Regions from separate parts of the Mus musculus genome. Here region 2 is linked to region 1. A link is a contact called in public Hi-C data. All regions are on one chromosome and are shown on one strand. Each heading gives the region's core, a stretch centred on a gene start, on an enhancer-like site or on the middle of the called end of the contact. The rest is flanking DNA. Distances are from core to core; before and after follow the strand shown. Region 1 has its middle 33 kb from the start of Stc1. Region 2 holds the start of Stc1 (stanniocalcin 1).

Region 1 (5,132 bases), core at 1,984-4,483:
CTTGCTTCCTTCTGGGATGTTTCTTGAATCTGGTTGTGTGTTTGTGTGGTGTAATGTGGTGTGTGTGTGTGTGTGTGTGTGTGTGTGTGTGTGTGTGTGTGTGTGACAGATGCCCTGTTTAGAACTGAACATTCGATAGTTACTTATTATCAACAGTTATTATCAGTACTTTGACTGGTTATGATCCTCTGCATTAACTACTGCCTAATGCAAAAGAGAAGTATCTCGACCAAGTTTGAAAGCAGCACACTAATCTATGAATATAAACATTAGTATTTAGAAGGCAGTTTAACAATATTTAGCTTAATAACAGCAGTAGGTTTCTTTCAGGGCCTATGACTTTCTCAGTCATAAACTTTTGACCAGGTTTGGAGTATAATGCAAGAATTTCTTCCTGTGGAACAGGCTTTAGATCCAATAAGAAAGTAGTTGGATCATCCCCCAAAACAGCCATGCCACAGTTGTACTAGTGGGCACATTGTTGCCTGGTGGGTTGGTATAGTTATAATATGTAGGGTCTACCATTGGGTAAAATTATTGATGTTCTCCTTCCCCTAGCAGAATGCGTAACACCTTAGAAGCTAGCCAAGAGGAAGGAAGTTTTCAGTTTAGTTCCAGCTTGATTTATCTCTGTACCTGAGACAAAGTACATCTTTAGCCCTTTGGGGGTCTCTGTGACCAATAACTCATAGGGATGTATCCTATGACTAGCACTGATATTTTCATCTAATAATCCACGTCTTCTGGGAGAAAGCATTGCTACTTATTCAAGGTACTCCTGTTCAAGAGCTTTGTAAAAATTAGCTCATAAAGTAGTGGGGTTCTTGAAGGCCTTTTTATTATCCTTGGTTTCAGTTAACTCATCCTCCTCATTTTTCCACATTTCCCTGCCCCCACCGCAACTTAAATCGTTATCCCCAGCATCCCCCTCTACTTTTATGTTACCCACATTCTGCTATCTCATCTCCACTACATCTTTTTCTTAGCATTCCTTATTCACAGGTTGTGTATCTGGAGATGAAAAGTAGTTTTCTACTGTGTGGTATAGGAGGCAATATTCGAACGGCAGCAGGGAGATTCAACCCCAGCAGAGTGAGTTGTATTCCAGAGAACTAGACATGTCTCTGCTTCTCACTATTCTCTCTTCTCACAAAGCACGGCAGCTGCCTTTAATATTATATCTCGGGGTTTTCAAAATCTCTGAAATTTTCTTCATCGAGCTCAGTGATGCTGGTGATTTGCTCCACATGCTGGTCACTCTCTGCCTACAACTCACCCCACACATCATCTAGTATAAAACAGTCTGGGATCCATGCCTGCTCTTGTTCCACATCTCTGCTGTGCCCCCATTTACACTGACTTGATCTTGACGTTTAGTGGTCCGGAGCAATTGGCTGATGTGCTGCCTTAGATAGGTCATTAGTCTTCAATCTCTAGATCTCTGTCCTTCTCTAGAAGATGGGGGAACCATATCTATGTTTCAAAGCTATGGTAGGGATCAGGTGGCAAACATCTGCTGTACCTGACATATGATGTGAGTTGATTCTGAGTCTGAAAACGTTTGTTATCTTTCTTCTCACTGGCAGCACCAAGCTTGATGCTCAGCTTTAGGAAGAAACTAGTCAAGAAGCCTAAATTCCTAGCAAAGGAAGTGGCTGGATTCTGATCACATGGTACATTAAACAAACAAACAAATACAACAACAAAAAATGACATCCAAAGAAGCAAACAAAATATACACAGGTATGTCTTCTTTGCATGCCTTTCAGCTCAGATATGTCCAAGGGTTCCCTTCTGGGGACTCCTTGGATCACAGGATATAACTATGACGAATAAAGAAATGGTCTAACATTGGGATCTGGGTTCTAGTCCTAGTTACCCCTAGCTGGCTGTGAGACTCCATCTAAAGTGTTTATTTTTCTTGAGACACACATTTTTGTTTATTTAAATGGAAAAAACAATCCTCAAAGAACCCACCAACTATAGTACCTCTGTTTGCTTCATTGTCTGGCCAGCCCAAGATATTCTATTTTAAAATATTAGACCTTGTGAGGGATTATTACAATAAGTTTACAGACTTCATCTCAATTGAAGAAAAAGAGCCACTCATCTGAGCAGTATGTGTCCCTCTCCGTGGGCACTTTCCAGGCTCACACTATAGGCATGGCGCAGGTCCTTCCCTCCCTTTGGGAGTCCTCACCCAGGGTGAGGGAAAGCCCATGGCTAATCCCTTGATCTAGAACTATGAATGGTCTCCATTGACCATTGCTCTGTATTTTGGTATGTGTGTAACACAAACCTCTGTGGCTGAGCAGTGTCTGTGGCTAGGTAATGATTCCCTTTACCTAATCAATATATCAATATCTACATCGATAGAGACATAGATACCTATAGCCGTCCATGTCTTCCTGTTACTTACTTTTTATTACGACAGAGTTTGTTGATGCAATTTTTTTTCAAATTTTTGCTCCAAAAGCTAGCTTTATTTATTTTCATAAAATATAAATACCCTGGAATGGTCGAGGAAGTGCAAATAAAGATTATCTGTCTATCTATCTATCTGTCTGTCTATCTATCTATCTATCTTTATCAATCTATCATCTTCTATCACTTATCTCTATCTTCTATTTACTTTTATCTATCATTTATCTATCATGTATGAATGTATGATCTATCTATTATATGTATATATAATATATCATTCATCTATCTGTAATCTCTCTGTCTCTGTCTCTGTCTCTGTCTCTCTCTCTCTCTGTTATCTGTCACCTGTGACCTCCCAACAGTGATACAGGCTGATGACTAGATCTTAAGCATATGGATCTTTAAGGACATTCAAGGTCTACACTACAGCACTAGTCCTCCATCTATCTGTCTATACATCTTGTCTATCAATTGAAACTTTTATTCAACCCTTGCACTCCATACTATCTGCTAGAATCTATCCTTTTCTTTGTCTTTTCCTTGTCTTTGAGTCCAACCTGGAATAGAAACTATGGCTTTCATCCAAGAAAATGTCATTCAACTTGTTCTCAGCCAAGTGGCAGTCTAAATTTGGATCCCACAAGGTTTTGAGAATGTCTTTCAACCTGTGGGTAATTATCTGAACTCCATCCAAGCCTTCATGCTCGAAGACTCGGCTATTATTAATTGTAGCTCCTGCTCACTGCTGGTCAGTCACCTGGCTACTTTCCTTTTGCCTGAGAAATGACTTTGTACAAATTCCCTGGGTTGTTTAACACCAGCTGCACAGCAGTGGGCCGTAGATGGTGGCTGAACCAAGGCAGGCTGAGAGCTTTCTTCTTGGCCTTCCTTGGGTCAGGGCCCAAGGACTCTGACTTTGCATAAACCTAAATGTAGTTTCTGAAGACCAGCTTTCATTAACAATTGCTTACATTACAGTCTAAAGCATAGAGGTTTGATGAGAATGCTGAACCAAAAAGCAGAGACGGTTGCAGCTAGAGACCCCGTGAGGACAAGGGAGCTGATTTCCTCTCCTAACCTTCTCAGCACAGAGGTAGCTTTGGTTTGAGGGTTTGATTTTTAGTACACCTTAAACTTACTTAGGTCCATGTGTTGGAGACTTAAGAAAGCTTTTATTTCATGCCTGGCTTACGGAAAAATAAAGACAGTATGTTCTTTTCAAAGGGAAAACAACAAAACAGGTTTTTCAAGGGCTGGGCTTTCAGCCTAGAGTTTCCCACACTATCTATGAGAGGCCTTGGCAAGGGCAACTAATGTCTGTTTAAGATGAAAAAGGTAAAAAATATTTTTATGCAACCAATCTGCAACATACTGTGGTCCAAGTCCGTAAATAAATAAATAAATAAATAAATAAATAAATAACACACGATACTCATCACAACATTATAAACTAGCTCTTGAGTTGCCTGGATTTGCTCAGTTGCAGGCTGGCGGAAGTGTTCTGAGCATATATAAGTCAGGTTGCTCTAAGCTATGATGTGTGTAAGGTCAGATGTTCTAAGTGCATTTCTGGCCTCTGATGTTTGCCACCTGCAGACTTTTCATTTTGACGAACTGTCTTCGGAGCGTTCTTGCTTGAACAGAGCCGCACACCCTAACTCATTTATCATCACTCATTGGATGCTTAACTCTCTGTAAGCAGTTTGCTGTGGGAGAGAGGAAAGAAGTGAAGTCCTTGCTAACAAAGAGCCCACAGGACAGCTGAAGGAAATCAACACTGATGTCAGGACCCCTGTTCAGGCCCCCATGGCTTGAGGAAAGGGCCAGATTTGTTGAGTTTGGTACAGTATATATGTGGAAGAAAATGGAAGCCTAAACGGACTGCATTTTTTTGTATCATCCTATGCACCCATTTTAAAGATGAAAGAGCCTTACTCTAGATGTGAAGTGACCTGCCCAAGGTCCAATAGCTACATGGGCAGCACCACGAGACGAGGATGTTCAATTTCTATTTCTCAGAGTAGTAGTTTCTTTTCCCCCTGGGACAATGTCTTGCATCCTCAGAACAGGGGCTGAGCACTCTCACTGGGGACTGAGTGCTAGAAAGAGTCACAGCAGCTCCTCTGTTGTCCTTTAGGGCTAGTTTCAGGCTGACTGAGCCTTCATCCCATACTCTCTACCATGTTTTTCCTTTTTCATTGACTGCATTCTAATGGAATCTAGATCTTCCCTACAAGGATGCTAGGAGCAGAACTTGGGTCTTCTGAAAAGAGAATACATGCTCTAACATCCTGAGCCATCTCTACAACCCACAGAATTTATTTTTATTTTTGAACAGATAAGCATTTGATATGGTCCTGGAAACAAAACTATACAAAAAGACATTCAAAAGAATCTCATTACTTTCAGTATGGCCCCCATTCCCAATCCTTTCTGTGTGTAATTGTTTCATTTTAACATTTATTTTATTTTAAAATTAAATTTACATTACCATATAAATTGATAGATTTCATTCTGGCATTCTCATACCCTCTCCTTTTATGAAAGGGGTCTTTCTATGGTGCTGACTTCCTGTGTACACCAGGCTGGCATCAAATTCATGGAGATCCACCTGCCTCTGGCTTCCAAGTCTAGCAGTAAAGACACAACGTGCTACCATGTCCAGAAGCCATTGCATTTTTTTTCTAATTTGTCCTTCTCTTGCCTCC
Region 2 (4,909 bases), core at 276-2,775, 34 kb before region 1:
GACGGGTTCAAGGCACTCCTTGTGAAAGGCTGGAAGAAAACCGCAAAGAACTTGCACCGGGTTTTCTGCATTCTGGATAAGATCTGCCATAAAAGTAATTTCTCTCCCACAGAAGGAGGGGTGTTCTGGCAGGCAGCTCGGCAAGCAATGATCTGTAGCCTTCATACCGTAGGATTCTCCTCCCAGATCAAAAGCATGGTTTGGTTAGGTTAGGCTTCCCCGCCCCCCCTCCCACCACCCGCAGCCTCTGGGATGTTACAAGTCATTTCCCTAATTATATATTTCCACGGGTTCAAATTATAACTTTGCTTTAAGCAGTTTTAATATGCATTAGGGCTGCTATTGTTTTAGGCAAGCTCGAATTGTGAATCACGGCATCGCTATAGCAACTAAGTACAAAAGGAAGCCAGGCAAAAGGCCTCCTCTGGCAGGGACCTGCGCTCTTCCAAGGGGGAGCATCTGCAGCATTTTGACACCTGCGGGGTCCCATCTCTGTTAACAGTTGGGGAGAGGAGTTTGCGAGGATCTAGAAGTCAAGGGACATAGGGGTCCTAATGCTTCTTTGCCTCCGGAGGCCAGGACCATATACAGTTAACTGGTGCGGGAGTCGGGCGGAAAGTAAGACCTTCCCCATGGAGAAAGAAATGCTTCGTTTTACAAATGCACTTCCTTCTAGGGACCACGGGCTGCATGGGCGATTGAATGGAGCCTCTGAGAGCGAGGAAGGAGACAGGCAGGCTTATAGGGAACGGGGTGTGTAGGTCCTCCCACCCCTTTTCTGAATGCGCCCTGAAAAAAATTTCTTTTTTTCAGACTTGAGGATTATGGTTCCACAAATCAGTGTGAGGAGGGGGCTTGTCTGTGTGCTGTCTGGAGAGGTAGAGAAGTCAAGTTACAAGGTCTTAAAGGAGCAGGGAGAGGCATGGCAGCAGGTAAGCCACTCATTACCTTAACACAAGCTTGTGGAGTAGAGAGAGCCGCTGTGAGGCGTGCCAACATTCAAGCCTTTCCCCGCCCCCTCCCCCCAACAAGAGGGTACGTGCCAGATTTCAGGCAATCAGGCTAGGCTTATGCAATGAAATACCCTCAGCAGAGCGCCCAGCTTCTTCGTTAGTTGCATGCAATTTATTAAACAAAGGAACTCCACTTCCTAAGGCTATAGGATTACACTGGCAGTTCATTATCACCAGGCATGAAGCACATTTATTACTGAGATCAGCCGTCACAGAGACACATGCAAAAGTGAGAGAGGCAAATGAGGACAGATCTTTGGGGGGAGAAACCGGTCCTGGGTTTTCTTGCTTACCTGAATTTTGAGCCGCCACCCGGGATTTTCTGGGGCTCACAGAATCATTTTGTTCCGCCTCGTGCGCTGCAGCTGCACTGATGACCAGCGCCAGAATCACTGCTGAGTTTTGGAGCATTCTCTGAGAAGTTTCCGCTAAGTTGTTGGCTTTTTTTTTTCCTCCCCCCCTTTCCTCTTTCCCTCTCCCGGCTTGAGTGAAGATGTGGATCTGGATATACTGAAAGCTTAGGTGAGGATTTGAGGAAGAATTTGTCTGTGTGTGTGTGTGTGTGTGTGTGTGTGTGTGTGTGTGTGTGTGTGTGTGGCTGGCTGGCTGGCAGGCGGCTGCTGCTGCTGCTGTTGCTGCTGCTGCTGCTTCTTGCACCTCTGGCTTTTGCAAACTGGGGGCCCAAGAGCTGCACCCAGGGATTTTATAGCCGTCTTATCGGTCCTCAGGATCAGGGACCAATCAGATCCTTCAACTGGTCCGTTTAGCCAATAGGCAGGCACGCTTATTCAGCTGGAGCTTTTTGACTTCTTAGAAATATTTTCCAGCAAATTGAAAGTACCTGCTGCCAATGATTTATATGTGTGTGCGTGTGGCTGTGTGCACAGGGATTGTGTGGAAAAGCTATTTTCACACGCTGAAGTGATAACTCTGTATTGATCAAGCCAAAAGGAAAATCACTTGAAAAGCCCTTCAAGGTACTTGTGAAATTCATCTTTAATTTTTTTTTTAAATGAGCCACTAGGAGGAATGCATGTTGGATGCTTGGTAGGGAGATGTGATGCAGATTTGAATTTAATCACACTATAGCAACTCTCTAATTTTAGCAGGCTGTTCTCTGTAAGAGCTCAACATCATTTTTTTTTTTTTTTTTTTTTTGCATTTGCGCGTTCACTTACAGTATGCAGCTATAATTCCTTGCTGAGATCTGTGGACACCCTGAATTCTTACTGCTATGTGAGCCATGGCAGAAGGCTGTATGCCTGTGCATGAGCCCAGTGAACGGAGGTTGGGTAGCTCTAGCTCTCAGCTTTTCCCTCAGCTCTCCTAGGTATTAAATCTATGACCTTGGCCACGTCCTTTCACCTTGCTCTTCCACTTCTCAAATCTTATTCCATACACCTCTAAAATAATATGATTCACCTGAAACATCATGCAGCCCAGGCTGAACTTGATGTCTAGCTGAGGGTGACCTTGAACTCCTGTCCTCCTGCCTCCATCTTTCCACCCTGAAATAACAGACATCTGTCACTGTGTGGTTCTGGGGATTGAGCCCACAGCTTCATGCACACTGGCCCGCGCGCTCTATTAACTGGCTACATCCCTAGTCCTGGATCACCACCAACAGTGTTTTCTTAGTCACCAGAGGCTCTGCCAATCCTAGGAGTGTTGGTTACTGTCTGTGCACACACGCACAACTACTCCTCACACGACACTCCACAGAGGGACATGGCAAATGCCTGGAAATTAATAAACTGTGGATTCAAGCCCGGCAGCATCGTAATCACATTGAAACAATGAGCTGGTCAAAGCAAGACTAAACCTGCTGGGTAAACCAGTTCACTTCTTGGGGGTTGGGGAAGAGGCAGGGGGCGGGACTGGGAAGAAAGGGTAGGGAAAGACCAGAATGTGTAGGAGAGGAGACTGATAAACTGGAGACTTAATGGGAAAATTATAGTGGAATCACAAATCATGCCCAGTAGAGTAGCTCCTATTTTCTTATAAGTGGAGTGTGGGCAACAGGAAGGCTTGTCCTTAAGTTATGAAGGAGGTTAATGATCCTTGAGAGGACTTCTCAGGGTAGGAAGGTGGTCATTAAAGGGTGGGGTGAGGCAAAAGGATTAACAATAAAACATCGAACATTTTTCAGGAGGTAAGTACAAAAGGGTCTCTGGTTGTTCTGTGGACTGGGACAGCATGGGCTTGAAAAGAAACAGAGCCAGTGGCTTCAGGTTCAGTCCTGAAACTTCGCATGAAAACTTAAAAAAAATAATTCTGTTATTACAAATCACATCCAGAATCAGGTCTGTCTTTGAGTGTCTCTCTCTCTCTCTCTCTCTCTCTCTCTCTCTCTCTCTGTGTGTGTGTGTGTGTGTGTGTGTGTGTATGTGTGCAGCAAGTAGGTTTGCTTAAGGTGACTTATAGCTCATTCTTAAAAAAAAAAGATTGTTAGAAAAAGCAGGGATGTTTGCTACGACAAGGCTTGAAAAAATAAAAGACAGAAAATATATTAAAAATTGGAAAATTCCATGTAATTTCATGTTTCAGTTAGTTAATCTCATCTTTTGATTGATTGAATGTATAAACTACTTAATTTGCCCATTGCAGCCTTTGTTCATTAATGGTATTGTCGTTTCTCCAGTACTAATTCGAGTACTGCATGGTATGTCAGGAATTATAAAAGTGAGAGTGTCTAGAAAGCAATCATGATTCTAACCTGGGGCATCTGAAATTTAGTTGGGAAGATGACCAACCTTGGGACACCTTCTACAAGTTCAAAATCTAGAACTTTGCCTGAGAGACAGCTAGAGATTTGAGGGAGGTTTCCTGGAAAGACCTACAAGAAGTGAGCATTTAAATTAGGGGGGTGGGGGAGGGAAGTGATGCCAGCTTGTGTTTCATGAAATTCTTACTCTGGGAATCTCTGAGGTCGATTGTTGATGGTTTTATGCAGGAATAGAGCATATATGGCATTGCAGACTAGATCATGCAGTGTTACCTTTCAAAGAAGGCAGAAGAGCATAGGTGCAAGGTTTACCAGAAGGTCTAGACTTCCATTCCTCAGCAGTCTCTGCTTCCCTAGTCATTGTGCACTGTTCAAGGATCTACACTTGACCTCTGGCTGGTCCACTAGCTTGGAAGGGTGATTGCTTTCCTCTGACAATCCAGTTTCTTTTCCCAGTTCTCTGAAGCTCTTACCAGAACACAATGTCCTATAACTATCAGGAAGTGTGTGTGTGTGTGTGTGTGTGTATGTGCATGTGTGTATGACATTAACTTTTCACTTATTATGCTTATTAACAGCTATATATCCAAAGGTTAGTTGCTAATTGTGCCAAGTGTTTCACGATGAAAGGCAAACAATCGAGGAAATACAATGATGATCAGCCATACTAGTGTGTAAGGGAAGTGCACAGGTGCCTCTGTACTCAAGGATGTCAAGGGAGGAAGTTGATGGCAGACATGAGTACTCAAAGCCAAGTTCCTTCCCAGAAGCCCATAATTTGAGCGCATCTGAACATCTACCATCACTGTGCTGTGTGCTAGACTTTGAGATGGTGGGTCTAGAAACCCTGTGTCGATTGATAGATGAGTTCTTTTGCAACTTTCCCCTGGGGTTTGAGAGAATACAGAAGAATCTGGAGGTTGGTTTTCAGAGTTTGAGTTTTATCTTATAACAGGAGGCATTAGGGCTCTTTAACAGGAAGGTTATGCTTGGGGAAGAGCTTGTCAGCATCCAGGCAGCAGCTTGCAAAAGAAAGGTAGGAGCTTCATAAGCATTTGGGTTGCTGAGATTGCTATGGTGACAGGAAGAAAGGCAGGAGGATTGATATAAGAGGTGCTTTGAATAAATGAATCTTAGGAACCAACCTGAGGATGTTCTTGGAAAAGACCCC

The links. Hi-C and Micro-C count contacts between places; a contact is called where the count stands out from the background.
Region 2: a Hi-C map of uterus shows a contact between it and region 1, with 1.8 times the contacts expected there. The contact joins the promoter of Stc1 here to the enhancer-like site in region 1. A contact is called at or near these places in 2 of 484 Hi-C or Micro-C datasets (nephron progenitors and uterus), 1 of 115 datasets of contacts at active chromatin or transcription factors (the SCID.adh cell line) and 2 of 9 other capture datasets (adipose tissue and liver).

The regions. Positions count from the first base shown.
Region 1 is chr14:68,993,697-68,998,828 of GRCm38.p6, reverse strand. No RefSeq gene overlaps it. Among named protein-coding and RNA genes, the nearest start is that of Stc1, 33 kb to the left of the region's middle. Within about 2 kb of position 3,233, at least 4 of the 459 cell types and tissues checked have an H3K27ac peak or open chromatin away from gene starts, as enhancers often do. A contact at or near this core is called in uterus, where this site is marked.
Region 2 is chr14:69,025,905-69,030,813 of GRCm38.p6, reverse strand. Stc1 (stanniocalcin 1) reads right to left here and starts at 1,525. Exons shown (of 4, transcript NM_009285.3): 1 at 1,307-1,525. The coding sequence starts at 1,424. It overlaps Gm41192 (a long non-coding RNA gene), which reads left to right and starts at 324. Exons shown (of 4, transcript XR_003951016.1): 1 at 324-618; 2 at 814-932.